Regions from separate parts of the Callithrix jacchus genome. Here region 2 is linked to region 1. Evidence: chromatin contacts called from public Hi-C data. All regions are on one chromosome and are shown on one strand. Each heading gives the region's core, a stretch centred on a gene start, on an enhancer-like site or on the middle of the called end of the contact. The rest is flanking DNA. Distances are from core to core; before and after follow the strand shown. Region 1 has its middle 10 kb from the start of CLDN14. Region 2 overlaps HLCS (holocarboxylase synthetase).

Evidence for each region. A called contact is a pair of places that touch in the nucleus more often than the background predicts.
Region 2: a Hi-C map of induced pluripotent stem cells shows a contact between it and region 1, with 4 times the contacts expected there. The contact joins two enhancer-like sites. A contact is called at or near these places in 3 of 3 Hi-C or Micro-C datasets (induced pluripotent stem cells and skeletal muscle).

Annotation. Positions count from the first base shown.
Region 1 is chr21:42,517,017-42,523,121 of calJac240_pri, reverse strand. No RefSeq gene overlaps it. Among named protein-coding and RNA genes, the nearest start is that of CLDN14, 10 kb to the right of the region's middle. Within about 2 kb of position 1,336, at least 3 of the 16 cell types and tissues checked have an H3K27ac peak or open chromatin away from gene starts, as enhancers often do.
Region 2 is chr21:42,924,968-42,931,025 of calJac240_pri, reverse strand. HLCS (holocarboxylase synthetase) reads left to right here. Exons shown (of 12, transcript XM_078358637.1): 6 at 1,289-1,471. Among named protein-coding and RNA genes, the nearest start is that of HLCS, 58 kb to the left of the region's middle. Within about 2 kb of position 3,420, at least 2 of the 16 cell types and tissues checked have an H3K27ac peak or open chromatin away from gene starts, as enhancers often do.

The DNA of each region.
Region 1 (6,105 bases), core at 87-2,586:
GAAACTGGGCAGATATATTTCATGCAAATGGGGCTTGACCCGGGTGAAATCCTTCAGCCCTCAGATAAGCCATCATCCTTTCCTCCTAAAGGCAGAGAAGGAAACGTGAAGGTGCCACTGAAGGGTTCAGGATGCGGCAGGCCATTAGCCGGGCAGACAGCAGGCACATTGCTGAGATCTGCTGCTGAGCCACGCTCCCCAGGTATTAATTAGCTGGGCCACTTTGGGCCACTGATGTAAGCTCTCTGAGTTTGCTTTCTCATCATTAAATGGGATCAAGTCATACTCCCTGCGTAGAGCTCTGTGCAGATGAGAGGAAACGATGTGGATGGGGTGGCTGGCACGGCGATCATGAGTCTTATTAAAATACTAAGTGTGGCTATTTGAAACTTAGGAGTAAACAAGAAAAAGAATCAGCAACTTCCTACTGATGGTGAGTCGACTTCATAAAAAGGAAAGAAAATATGTAAGCAAAGAGGGAGCTAAGGAATGGAATGTGTCAGCCAGGCACGGTGGCACACACCTGTAACCCCAGCACTTTGGGAGGCTGAGGCAGGTGGATCACTTGAGGCAAGAAGTTCGAGATCAGCCTGCCCGACAAGATGAAACCATGTCTCTACTAAAAGCACAAAAATTAGTCAGACATGGTGGTGCATGCCTATAATCCCAGCTACTCAGGAGGCCAAGGCAGGAGAATTGCTTGAACCTGGGAGGTGGAGTTTGCAGTGAGCCAAGATTGTGCCACTGCACTCCAGCCTGGGTGACAGAATGAAACTCTGTCTAAAAAAGAATGGAATGTATCTCCTTCCTAGGAACTTATCCTCCAGACCCTGTGGTTTGTCAGCGGGACGTGTCACTGTCTGAGATGTCACTGTCACTTGGGCTGCAGTAACAGGTCCAAGGCTGCAAAGTCTGAGGTGGCCTCGTGCCCAGCGTGACCTCAGGCAAGCTCCCAGCTGAGAGGGCAGGTATGGGGAAGCCCAACCCAGCCCCGCCAACATTTCATTTCATTGCCCACTCCCTGCCTTCTGCTGGGTCTGGTGTTAGGCTCCTGGATATGGGGCCGTGTGCTAACTTGCCATAAACAGACTAGAAAGGAGGACCTTTGCAGCTAAGCCAAGTCAAACACCGCAGTGAAAACCTAGCCTGAACTGCCCCAGGCTGCTTCCAAGGCAAAGCAAACATTATAAATGAACAACATGCTCTAATTCTCCACCTCGCAGGAGTCGCATGGCAGGACAGGTAGACTCTGTGTGTGCTTCTGGGCCCAGTGCCGCCCACAGGGTGGCTTGGAGAACCCTGATTTTCTCCATCAGCCCCCGATTCTGTGAGAATGTTGTTCTGTCATCAGGAGATGACAGCAGCCTTGTGGAAGCGTTGATCATCTGAGAAGCAATAAATCCCTGCTGGCTTTGGCCAGCTGGCCCCATGAGCTGTAATATGTCCCTCGCTTTGCCTTTGGCTCTGTAGCCCAAGAATATTTTATTATCTACGTGTCTAAATCAATGACTCTCAACTTCACAATGCATGAGAGTCACCTGGATTGGAACAGGGGCTGACATAAAAGCACAGATTCCCAACCTCCCGTCCTGAAATTCTGATTCGGTAGGCCTGGGTGGGGCCCCAGGACAGACATTGCAACACGCCCCCAGCAGCAACCTTAGAGACTCGAACACAGGAAGCAGCACTATTCTAATCTTGATCACTCTTTACTAATAGCCTAAATGCACTCAATCCCTCACGAATAACTCTCTGTAGGAACCCAGCCCGTAAAACAAAAAGGCTGCGTATGCAGATTTGAAGTGAAAACTTGGGAGACTGAGGCGGGAGAACTGCTTGAACCCAGGAGGTGGAGGTTGCAGTGAGCCGAGATCGCGCCACTACACTCCATCCTGGATGACAGAGCAAGTCTCTGTCTCAAAAAATAAAAAAGAAAATGTAGGTACAGTAGCTTAGAGATAATTAAATAGTTAAAGGACAAATGGGTTTCTTCATAGGAACATAACATTAAGAGGAGGGCTTCTGGAGCAGAAGACGAGGCTACCAGGGTAGGCGCAGTAAGTGATCTGATGGGCCGGCCGCTAGGCTGGGAGCATCTGTGGGTGATTGCAATGACAGTGGAGACTGGAGGGGGGCTTATGGGGTTAAATAGTGCCCCCCCAAATTCACATCCTTCCCAGAACCTTGGATTGTGAGCTTATTTGTAAATAGGGTCGTTGCAGACGTCGTTAGTGGAGTCACAATGAGGTCATCCTGCAAGAAGGTGGACCTTAATCCAGTATGACTTGTAAACCAATACAGGGGCTTTCGGAAGAAAAGAAGACTGAGGACAGGACTCCGGGTAGGGAAGGATGGCAGGGCAGTGGCAAAGAGCCCCTGAGGCTGGGCTGGAGACCGGGAGCCAGCAGATGTCCGGATGTCCCTCCAAAAGCATCTACCCGATGACAGAGGACCAAGGGCTGGAGGAGCAGCCTCCTGCTCAGTGCTCCCTGCTCATCTTCTCCTTCCCTCCATCCTGTATTTCCAAACAGATCTCACAGAATTTAGCAAAGCCACCTTCTAAGCCTCCTCCAAAATTGAAGTGCTTTTGACCAGCCTGGCCAACATGGTGAAACCTCATCTCTACTCAGTCTCCAATACAAAAATTAGCTGGGCATGGTGGCAGGCACCTGTAATCCAAGCTACTTGGGAGGCTGAGGCAGGAGAATCGCTTGAACCCAGGAGGCGGAGGTTTCAGCAAGTCAAGATCACCCACTGCACTCCGGCCCGGTGGGCAGAGTGAGACCAAAAATGAAAGCAGGAAAAAACAACCTTGGAGAAAGCTGAAGGCAACGGCCCCATTCACGTGAAAGCTCTGAAGGTCAGTTTCCCAGCAGTGGCCAGGCTCACTGCCCCGCCAAACCGACGTGTGCTCTGGGCTTATGTCTTGAGTCTTGTGGTTGATGAAGACTCATCTCTATATCCCTCCTTCAGTGAAATTTCCTAAGATGCAACCCCAGAAACGTTACTCTTCTGTCATATCAGTGATTCTCACGTGGCCTGAAACTGGCCAAATAAGAAAATAAAGGTGCTTCATCCAGGTGGGCGGAGTGCAAGAAGGCACCCCCATCTGGGTGGCTGAATTACAAAAAGTACCCTTGCTGAGTGAACCACCTAGAAGAAAAGGACAGGACCCTGGCACCTCGGGCAGGGACCAAGCCCTGGTTGAATTTCAGCTCCCACAAGGGCCCCTCAGTGGCCACCTTCGTGCAGGGCTGATGGCATCCAGGCACATGCAGCCAGTGGGGCCCAAACCAGAACCTACACTGGTTTTCCCATGTCTGTATTGAAGCTGAAGGCCAGCTGAGAGGTGCCCCCACCTTTCTGCAGGCTGCTGTCTGCCACAGCTAGTTCTTATGAGCGTTTTTCCCTGGGTGGAGGGGAAGAGCTCTTTGTCGTCGGTCCTACCGATTTCCACATCCCCATCCCACCTGCAATGGTGCTCACTTTACAGTGGCTTATACTCACAACAGGTCTGCTGATCTTTTTTTTTTTGAGATGGAGTCTTGCTCTGCCACCTAGGCTGTAGTGCAGTGTGCAATCTTGGTTCACTGCAACCTCCGCCTCCCAGGTTCAAGCAATTCCCTGCCTCAGCCTCCCCAGTAGCTGGGATTACAGGCACCTGCCAACACACCCAGATGATTTTTGAATTTTTTTTTTTTTTTAGTAGAGGCGAGGTTTTAGCATCTTGGCCAGGCTGGTCTTAAACTCCTGACCTCGTGATCCACCCACCTTGGCCTCCCAAAGTGCTGAGATTACAGGCGTGAGCCACCTCCCCTGGCCATGTCTGCTGATCTTAAGTGCACATATCCAGTCTGAGACTGGAAATCTCTTATTCAACCAACCTGCTGCTGTACAGGTATTTTTCCCACCAGTTACTCTACCAGTCTTTCATCTTGCTTGTCAACTAAATCCAGACAAGAGATGTAAAATACAAGTTCGTGTAGATTTTCCAGGAGCAGAGAAAAGGCATTATTAGTATTGTTATTTTACTTTTTTTCTTCTCTTTTCACTCACAATTGTCCCAGCTCACAAAAGCATCTTCCTAGCTGGGCACAGTGGCTCAGGTCTATAATCCCAGCACTTTGGGAGGCCAAGGCAGGTGGATCCCCGGAGGTCAGGAGTTCGACACCAGCCTGGCCAATATGGCAAAACTCCATCTCTACTAAAAATACAAAAATTAGCTGGACGTGGTGGTGGGTGCCTGTAATCCTAGCTACTCAGGAGGCTGAGACAGGGGCATCGCTTGAACCCGGGAAGGTGGAGGTTGCGGTGAGCCAGAATTGCGTCACTGCACTCCAGCCTGAGGGACAGAGCAAGACTCCCTCTCAAAAAAAAAAAAAAAAAGCATCTTCCTCTCCCTGACAACAGTGTCAGCACCCTGTGCTGTCACCACCAATGGCAGAGACACAGTTCACTGGCTGAGACTGAGACTGAAGAGCTAAGTAAGTAGCAAAGGAAATTAAAGCACAGCTCTTACAGGGCAGCCCCCTAAGGTGCCCCCACCCAACCCCTGAGAATAACACTAAAGCCACCGGCCAAGAATCAGGAGCACGGCTCCTAACTCACTGCTTTGAGGTGCATCGTGCAGGTGTCTCAGGTGGTTGGGACCTGGGGTGGGCAGTGAGGGGCAGTGACAGATGTGACCTATGGAGGGGAGCAGTGTCTTGGTTAAACGGCAACGGAGTAAGAAGTGATTTCTGGGCTTCGTTCCGGCTTTCCCAGGCTCAGGTCAGGCCTTTAAGATGATTTGTGCAAAACCTTTGAAGTTGGATGTTTTCTCAGCTTGTTTGGGGCCTGCTGGAGTTTGCTGAAAGATAAGAGTTATTGGAGATACGGACGATCCATTCGAAAGGAAGGGAAAAGAAAACAAACCCTGAGCCCCTTCCTGTTGGACAGCAGAGAGCCTGTGTGCCTGTGTCTCTCTTCCCTCCTTCCTTCCTCTGCTTGCTTCTCCGCTGGCATCCTGAGCGATTCGCGGACATTTGCTCTCAGGGGTCCACGTCAACTGTTAGACTAGGAACAGGGTGCAGGGGATGCTCCATGCAGACACCCTGGGACCCTCTGGTGCCCAAAATCTCCTGCCTGGTTCTAAATTTGGAGGGACATAACCTAGAAGAAAGGCTTCTAAATCATTTCAGATAGAGCAGAGGCTCCAGAAACCCTGATTTTTATTTTTATTTTTGAAACAAAGTTTCACTGTGTCGCCCTAATTGGAGTGCAGTGGTGTGATCATGGCTCCCTGCAGCCTCAAAACCTCCTGGGTTCAAGAGATCCTCCCACCCCAGCCTCCCAAGTAGCTGGGACCACAGCTGTGCACCACCATGCCCAGCTAATTTTTGTATTTTTTGTTGAGATGGAGCTTCACTACGTTGCCCAGGCTGGTCTCAAACTCCTGGACTCAAGTGACCCTCGGCTGCCTCCCCGAGTGCTGGTATTACAGGCATTTTGGGAGCCACCACACCCAGCAGAAACCTGAATTTTTCTAACACAGTGTATTAGCATTCTAGGGCAGCTGTAACAAAATACTTCAAATTAGGTGGATTAAAACAACTGAAATTTACTCCTAGCTCTGGAAGCCAGAATTCTGAAATCAAGGTGCCGGGAGAACCATGCTGTCTCTGAAGCTGTAGGGAAGAAGGCTTCCTTGCCCCTTCCAGCTTCTGGTGGGCCCTAGCCATTCCGCGCACGCCCCACCCTACGGCAGCATAGCTGCAATCTCCTCCTCCGCCTTCACATAGCCGTCTTCCCCCTGCGTCTCCTCTGCTCTCATAAGGACAGCAGTCGCATTGGTTTAGGGCCCACCCTAAGCCACTGTGACCTCATCTTCACTCATTACATCCACAGCCCTCCTTCCAAACGAGGTCACGTTCTAAGGTTCTGAGTGGACAAGAACTTTGGAGGGTGGGAGCACTCTCAACCCAGTGCACTGGTTGTAACATCACCCACCTTTGCTTCTTAGCCTGTGGGCTGGGGGTTCTAGCCCCACGCTCCAAGCTGTCAGGAGGGAAGCTGCTTCAACTGCTCACTGTAAACATCCGCTTCTGCATTGATCAACTGTGCATG
Region 2 (6,058 bases), core at 2,171-4,670, 410 kb before region 1:
TCTGTTGCCCTGGCTGGAGTGTACTGGCACGATCATAGCTCACTGCAGCCTGAACCTCCTGGGTTCAAGGGATCTTCCCAGCTCAGCCTCCCAAGTAGTTGGGACTACAGGCACACCACCCATCCCTGGCTAATTTTTATATTTTTTGTAGAGAGAGGGACTCACTATGTTGCCCAGGCTGGTCTGAAACTCCTAGGCTTAAGCAATCCTCCCACCTCTGCCTCCCAAAGTGTTGGGATTACAGGTATGAGCCCAGCCTCTTGCAAACTCCCTTAAAATGATGAATAAGGCTGCTCTCTTCCCCGGTTTTATTTTCCAGTTATGGCTAATAGGTCAAATGGAAGTTTCCAGCATGACTCATTTGCCTCCTTGAACTCACTTGCAATTACGTTTTCAGCACAATTGTCTTTCTAGATATTTTGTTCCTTTAACCAAGTTCAGTAACTTGCAGAGGGCCACATGGCTGATGAGTGTGGAACATCAGTACCTGGAGAGAGAGACTGTCCAGGGTCATTTCCACCATGGCCTCTCAGCCTGACAACCATGAATTTTTTTTTTTTTTTTGAGATGGAGTTTCACTCTTGTTGCTCAGGCTGGAGTGCAGTGGCACGATCTCAGCTCACTGCAACCTCCCCTTCCTAGATTCAAGCAATTCTCCTGCCTCAGCCTCCCGAGTAGCTGGAATTACAGGCATGCACCACCATACCCAGCTAATTTCTGTATTTTTAGTAGAGACGGGTTTCTCCATGTTGGTCAGGCTGGTCTCAAACTCCTGACCTCAGGTGATCTGCCTGCCTTGGCCTCCCAAAGTGCTGGGATTACAGGCGTGAGCCACTGCACCCAGCCAGCCAATCACAATTTTAACAGGCTTTTTGGAATCATTTTCTTGTTGGCCATGACTTTCCAGATATGCAGCTTCAGAGTTTATATGCTATTGATAATTAGAAAAATTCATGTTCAGGTTTTCTCTTTTGGATTATACTGTGTCCCTTAACTTTGAGAGGAGAGCAAAGGTATGAGCTCTCTGGGTGTGATGGGCTCACTTGGAGAAGAAAACTGGTAAAGAAATTTTTTTGTCAGGCATCGTGGCTCATACCTGTCTGTAATCCCAGCACTTTGGGAGGCTGAGGCGGGAGGATCGTTTGAGCCCAGCAGTTTAAGACCAGCCTGGGCAACATAATGAGATCCTATCTCTAAATTTAAAAAGAAAAAAAAAAAAAACCCAAAAACTGTTTTTCTTACTGCCTGTGACTGCCCCCAGTTTACAAAGTGTTGTCTTTCCCTTCAGGTGCACTTAGAACTACCTCCCAGCTCTGACATCGTGCAAACTCCAGAAGATTTTAACTTGCTCAAGTCAAGCAATTTTAGAAGGTACGAAGTCCTTAGAGAGATCCTGACGACCCTCGGCCTCAGCTGTGACATGAAACAGGTTCCTGCCTTAACGCCTCTTTACTTGCTGTCAGCCGCGGAGGTGAGTTGTAGGCTCAGCTGGGCGGAGCGCACCGCAATGGGGCCCCCTTCACAGTGGCGACCAGTTGCCTTTCATTGTTTTATTTTGGTTGGTTTTGATTTTGATTTTTCATTTCCGTTTTGACTTTGGGTTTGAAAATCATCTTCAAGATGTGCAAGTATTCATTTTGTGGGGGAGCATTACGTGTGAGGGAGGGACGACTAGTAGAGCTTAGAAAGGTGTGAAGTCCGCAGGTGCGGCCCTTTCCACGTTAGGTGGAGGCGGGTCCCTGTGTCAGGAGTATATTTAGAAACCGTCATTTTATTCATTTGGGATTGAAAACATTTGTTTTGATTTGGGCAGCTGTCAGCCAATCTTCGGAACAGTCACATTTGTGCTCATGTCTGCCATCTTGTGGCAGCTGCGCTCCGAGTTTCAGTTCACTCTGTGAGTCGTGTCTAACAAGAAAATGCCCATGGAGCTGGGAATGTGTTCGGGACTTTTCTCGGCCGGTGCTTGCACCTGCTGCCTGTGATTGATACCTGGTTTTGGGCAGGTCGCCAGATTCCCCAGGTGTGTGTTCTTGCTAATCCCCCTGGCTTGGCCATGCTGTCAGTTTCGCAGTCATTGTGACAAATTATTTTGTCTATCTCTGTTGTCTTCTCTGAACAGACAAATTTGTGAGTTTAATAACATAACCATGTAGTTTCTGCAAACACTCAATAGTCTTGATGACTTTAAACATCAAACTGGGAGGCCAAGGTGGGTGGATCACGAGGTCAGGAGTTCAAGACCAGCTTGGCCAACATGGAGAAACCCCATCTCTACTGAAAATATAAAAATTAGCCGGATGTGGTGTTAGATGCCTGCAATCCCAGCTACTTGGGAGGCTGAGGGAGAGAACTGCTTGAATCTGGGAGGCGGAGGTTGTGGTGAGCCTAGATCGCCCCACTGCTCTCCAGGCTGTACAATAGAGCGAGACTCCATCTCAAAAAAAACAAAAAAACACCAAACTTAGCTGCTTTCTCTTGAACAGAACAAATTTTACCTCTCACCCCAGCATTTTTTAAAAAGGAGGCAATTTCCTTTGTGTTACACTGTGTCCCTTAGTTTTTGGAGGATGGCAGAGCTATGAGCTATCTCGGGATGATGGGCTCACTTGGAGAAGACAGACAGAAAATCTGAGAGCATTTGGGATTGGAACATCTTATAGGGTTATTTGAGGACTAGATGAAATCATATATGTGAAAGTTCTGCATAAATTGTATTATTTAGACGATAGTGCAATTACTACGTTGTTGGGGTTGAATGAGTTAAATGTGTATAATGTGTCTAACAAGTGCCTGTTACCTTGTTTTAAAAGACTACAGGTATGTTTTTAATTTAAAAATGAATAATATAGTAATGAATGATTTTTTTTTTGAGATGGAGTTTTGCTCTTGTCGCCCAGACTGGAGTGCAATGGTGCAATCTCGGCTCACTGCAACCTCTGCCTCCTGGGTTCAAGTGATTCTCCTGCCTCATCCTCCCGATTACAGGCATGTGCCACCACACCTGGCTAATTTTGTATTTTTGGTAGAGACACGGTTTCTCCATGTTGGTCAGGCTGGTCTTGAACTCCCGACCTCAGGTGATCTGCCTGCCTTGGGCTCCCAAAGTGCTGGAATTACAGGCGTTAGCCACTGTGCACAGCCCAATTTTTTTTTTTCTATTTAAGAAACTTTCTTTTATTATACTTTCATCCAGTCTTTAGCCAGTTTGCACTGGTTTGATGGATGCTCTTTGGAATTAATGGTGTGCCTTTTGTTTGCCTCTCTGTCCCAGGAGCTCAGAGCATCCCGAGAGAGTGGAGTATCTCTGTTTTTATGTGTTGCATTAATAGAAGGAAGTGTCACCTCTGACTTGTGACTTATAAAAAAAAAATCAAAATAAAACCAGCCCTCAGGGCTTCAAGTGTTATGGGCAACCCACCTTGGAGGAGTGGGGCAGGGCCATGTTGGGAAGTGTGACTGGTGTCCCACTCCCCTAGACCTTCGCTGTCCCTCTTTTCCTGGGCGTGGAGTGCTGGGGCTGGCTACCTTAGCGAGTGCCTGCTCAGAGGCTCCCAGCCGGGGAAGTCAGGGAGTGAGGTGGCCTGGCCCTGCCCTTTCTGGGAGTTCTGATCATGCTGGTCTTTGGACTTGACCTCCAGACTCTTGGACAGAGCAGTGGATAGGAAAGAGCAGCCCCGCCCCAGGTTATTCACCTGTGGGCAGAAGTTTGGAATTCTTGGCATTTCTGGTGTATTTAGGATGAGTATGACCTGAATACCCAAGTTGGGGCTTTGTATCATGTGTCCAATTATATTCAAGCACACAACAGACACTTCACATTTTTGTTCTTTCAGTTTTTTTAAACAGCCTGGGGCAGTGGGAGGTGATACATTTTCACCTATTGATTGATCAGTTGCGGGAGTACTGATTTCCCTTTTCACAAACCTTGGGAATGAAATGCTTGAACATGATTAGAGCAAATATTTTGCTCTGTATACACATACACGATCACTCCCTACTAAGCCCCTTATTACATAATAACTTCAGAAAAGAATTATTTTCAGAAACGTTCACTTCCCACTGCGGGCCCTCCACTTGGCCTTGCTGGTTTTCTTGAGTATCTGTGCTGTGGACTACTCTCGTCTCAGTTGCTTATTTCTGACTGAGTTCTGCTTTACTTTGGGAGCCCAAGGAATGGAATGATTATGTGTATGTTGTACATACCCTCATTTATTAATGTTTATTGTTAGTTTTTGAGGCAGGGTCTTGCTCTGTTGCCCCGGCTGGAGTGTAGTGGTGCAATTATGGCTCACTGCAGCCTCAACCTCCCAAGCTCATGAGATCCTCCCACCTCAGCCCCTGCTAGTATCTGGGACTACAGGTTTGCATCGCCACACTTGGCTAATTTTTAAATACTTTTTGTAGAGACGGGGTTTCTCCATGTTGCCCAGGCTGGTCTTGAACTCCTAAGCTCAAAAATGTGCCTGGCTTGTCTTCCCAAGGTGTTGGGATTACAGGCGTGAGCCACCATGCCTGGCCTCTGTATTAACTGCTTAGATGACCTTGAATCTGCTAAAGAAGGAAATGGCAGAATTCAGTTCTATCTGATGTTTTCTTGGAATACAAGTTATCTAAAGGATGATGCAAATGAATTTGAACGTGGATCTACACGACTGAGTTGGTCTTTCCAGAGAAGGCTGAATTCCTCCTGTATCCGGTCACTGTGCTGTGGGTCAGTGTTTATAGACCTGGACCACAGAGCCTGGGAGTGGAATTGGGTTTGTACTTTGCATTTGGGTTTCTTTCCGGCATCCCTACTTAACAGATCTCTGTCATCCCCATGGAATTAAGTTTCATGGAAGAATCTTGGCACCCAGTCATCTGCTAAATCCCCCTGTCCATTCAGCTCATCACCTGCCTTAGGGATTGGATGCCTGGGCCCGCTTTCTGCTTCCTGTGGCTCTGTTGCTGGGAATCAAAGATCTCTCGCCACAGGGTGTCGCTGCTGAGCTAGGCTGCCTGGCATACAGAATCCTAGAACTATAAAGTTGTTCTTCAGAGATTTAATTTTTTTCTCTCTGTATCAGTTTCACATAGTATAATTTTATAGTTTTCTATTATATTGGTGGCACTTTCTTTTGGGTCTGCAGAAATGATTTCAATGTCCCAGTTAATAATATTCGTCTTGCATTCAACATTTACCATGTCCTAGGTACTATTATAGTATGGGATATGAAATAACAAAATAAATCCACCAGTTATCTAAATAGTTTTACTGTGTGCCAGCTGTGTTTATACAGTTTGCTGCCTTGACACTTGCTCTTTATGACGAATAGCACAGAAGATTTATGTGCTTGTCTGTTACTGTGATATGACTGGAAAGGACACCAGCAAGACCCGAGGAGAAAAAGCCCTCGCGTCAATGACACTTGGCTCTTGACATTTGTGAAGGATGTGCTCCGAGGCTTTCGTCGGTCCCAAACACCACGGTAGAGTGTGATTCCCACTGTAAAACCCGTCATGTGTGACTTCATCAGCGTCACTGTGCCCGACACCAGGAGGAAGCAGGACTTGGCTGAGGCGCAGGCTCTGGGCGGCCGAGCTGGGCTTCCTCCCGCCAAGGCTTTCACAGTTCATGGAACCTCGCAGAAGGAGGATTGAAATTTGGGTCCCAACAAAATGAACAAAAGTTAAACCATAAAACAAACACACGTTTGCCATACACCTATCTCCGTAGAAAGAAGACTACCCTGTGTGCGGCGGCTCATGCCTATAATCCCAGTGCTTTTAGAGGCGGAGGCCGGTGGATCGCTCGAGCCCAGGAGTTCAAAACGAGCCTGGGAAACCTGGAAAAATTTTGTATTCTTTACAAAAAATACAAAAATTAGCCAGGCATGGTAGTGCATGCTTGTAGTCCCAGCAACTCAGGAGGCTGAGGCAGGAGGATTACCTGAGCCAGGGAGTTGAGGCTACAGTGAGCTGTGATTGTGCCACTGCACTCCAGCCTGGGCAACGGAATGAGACCCTGTCTCAAAAAAAAAAAAAAAAAAAAAAAGGAAACAAGATTGGAAGGAAA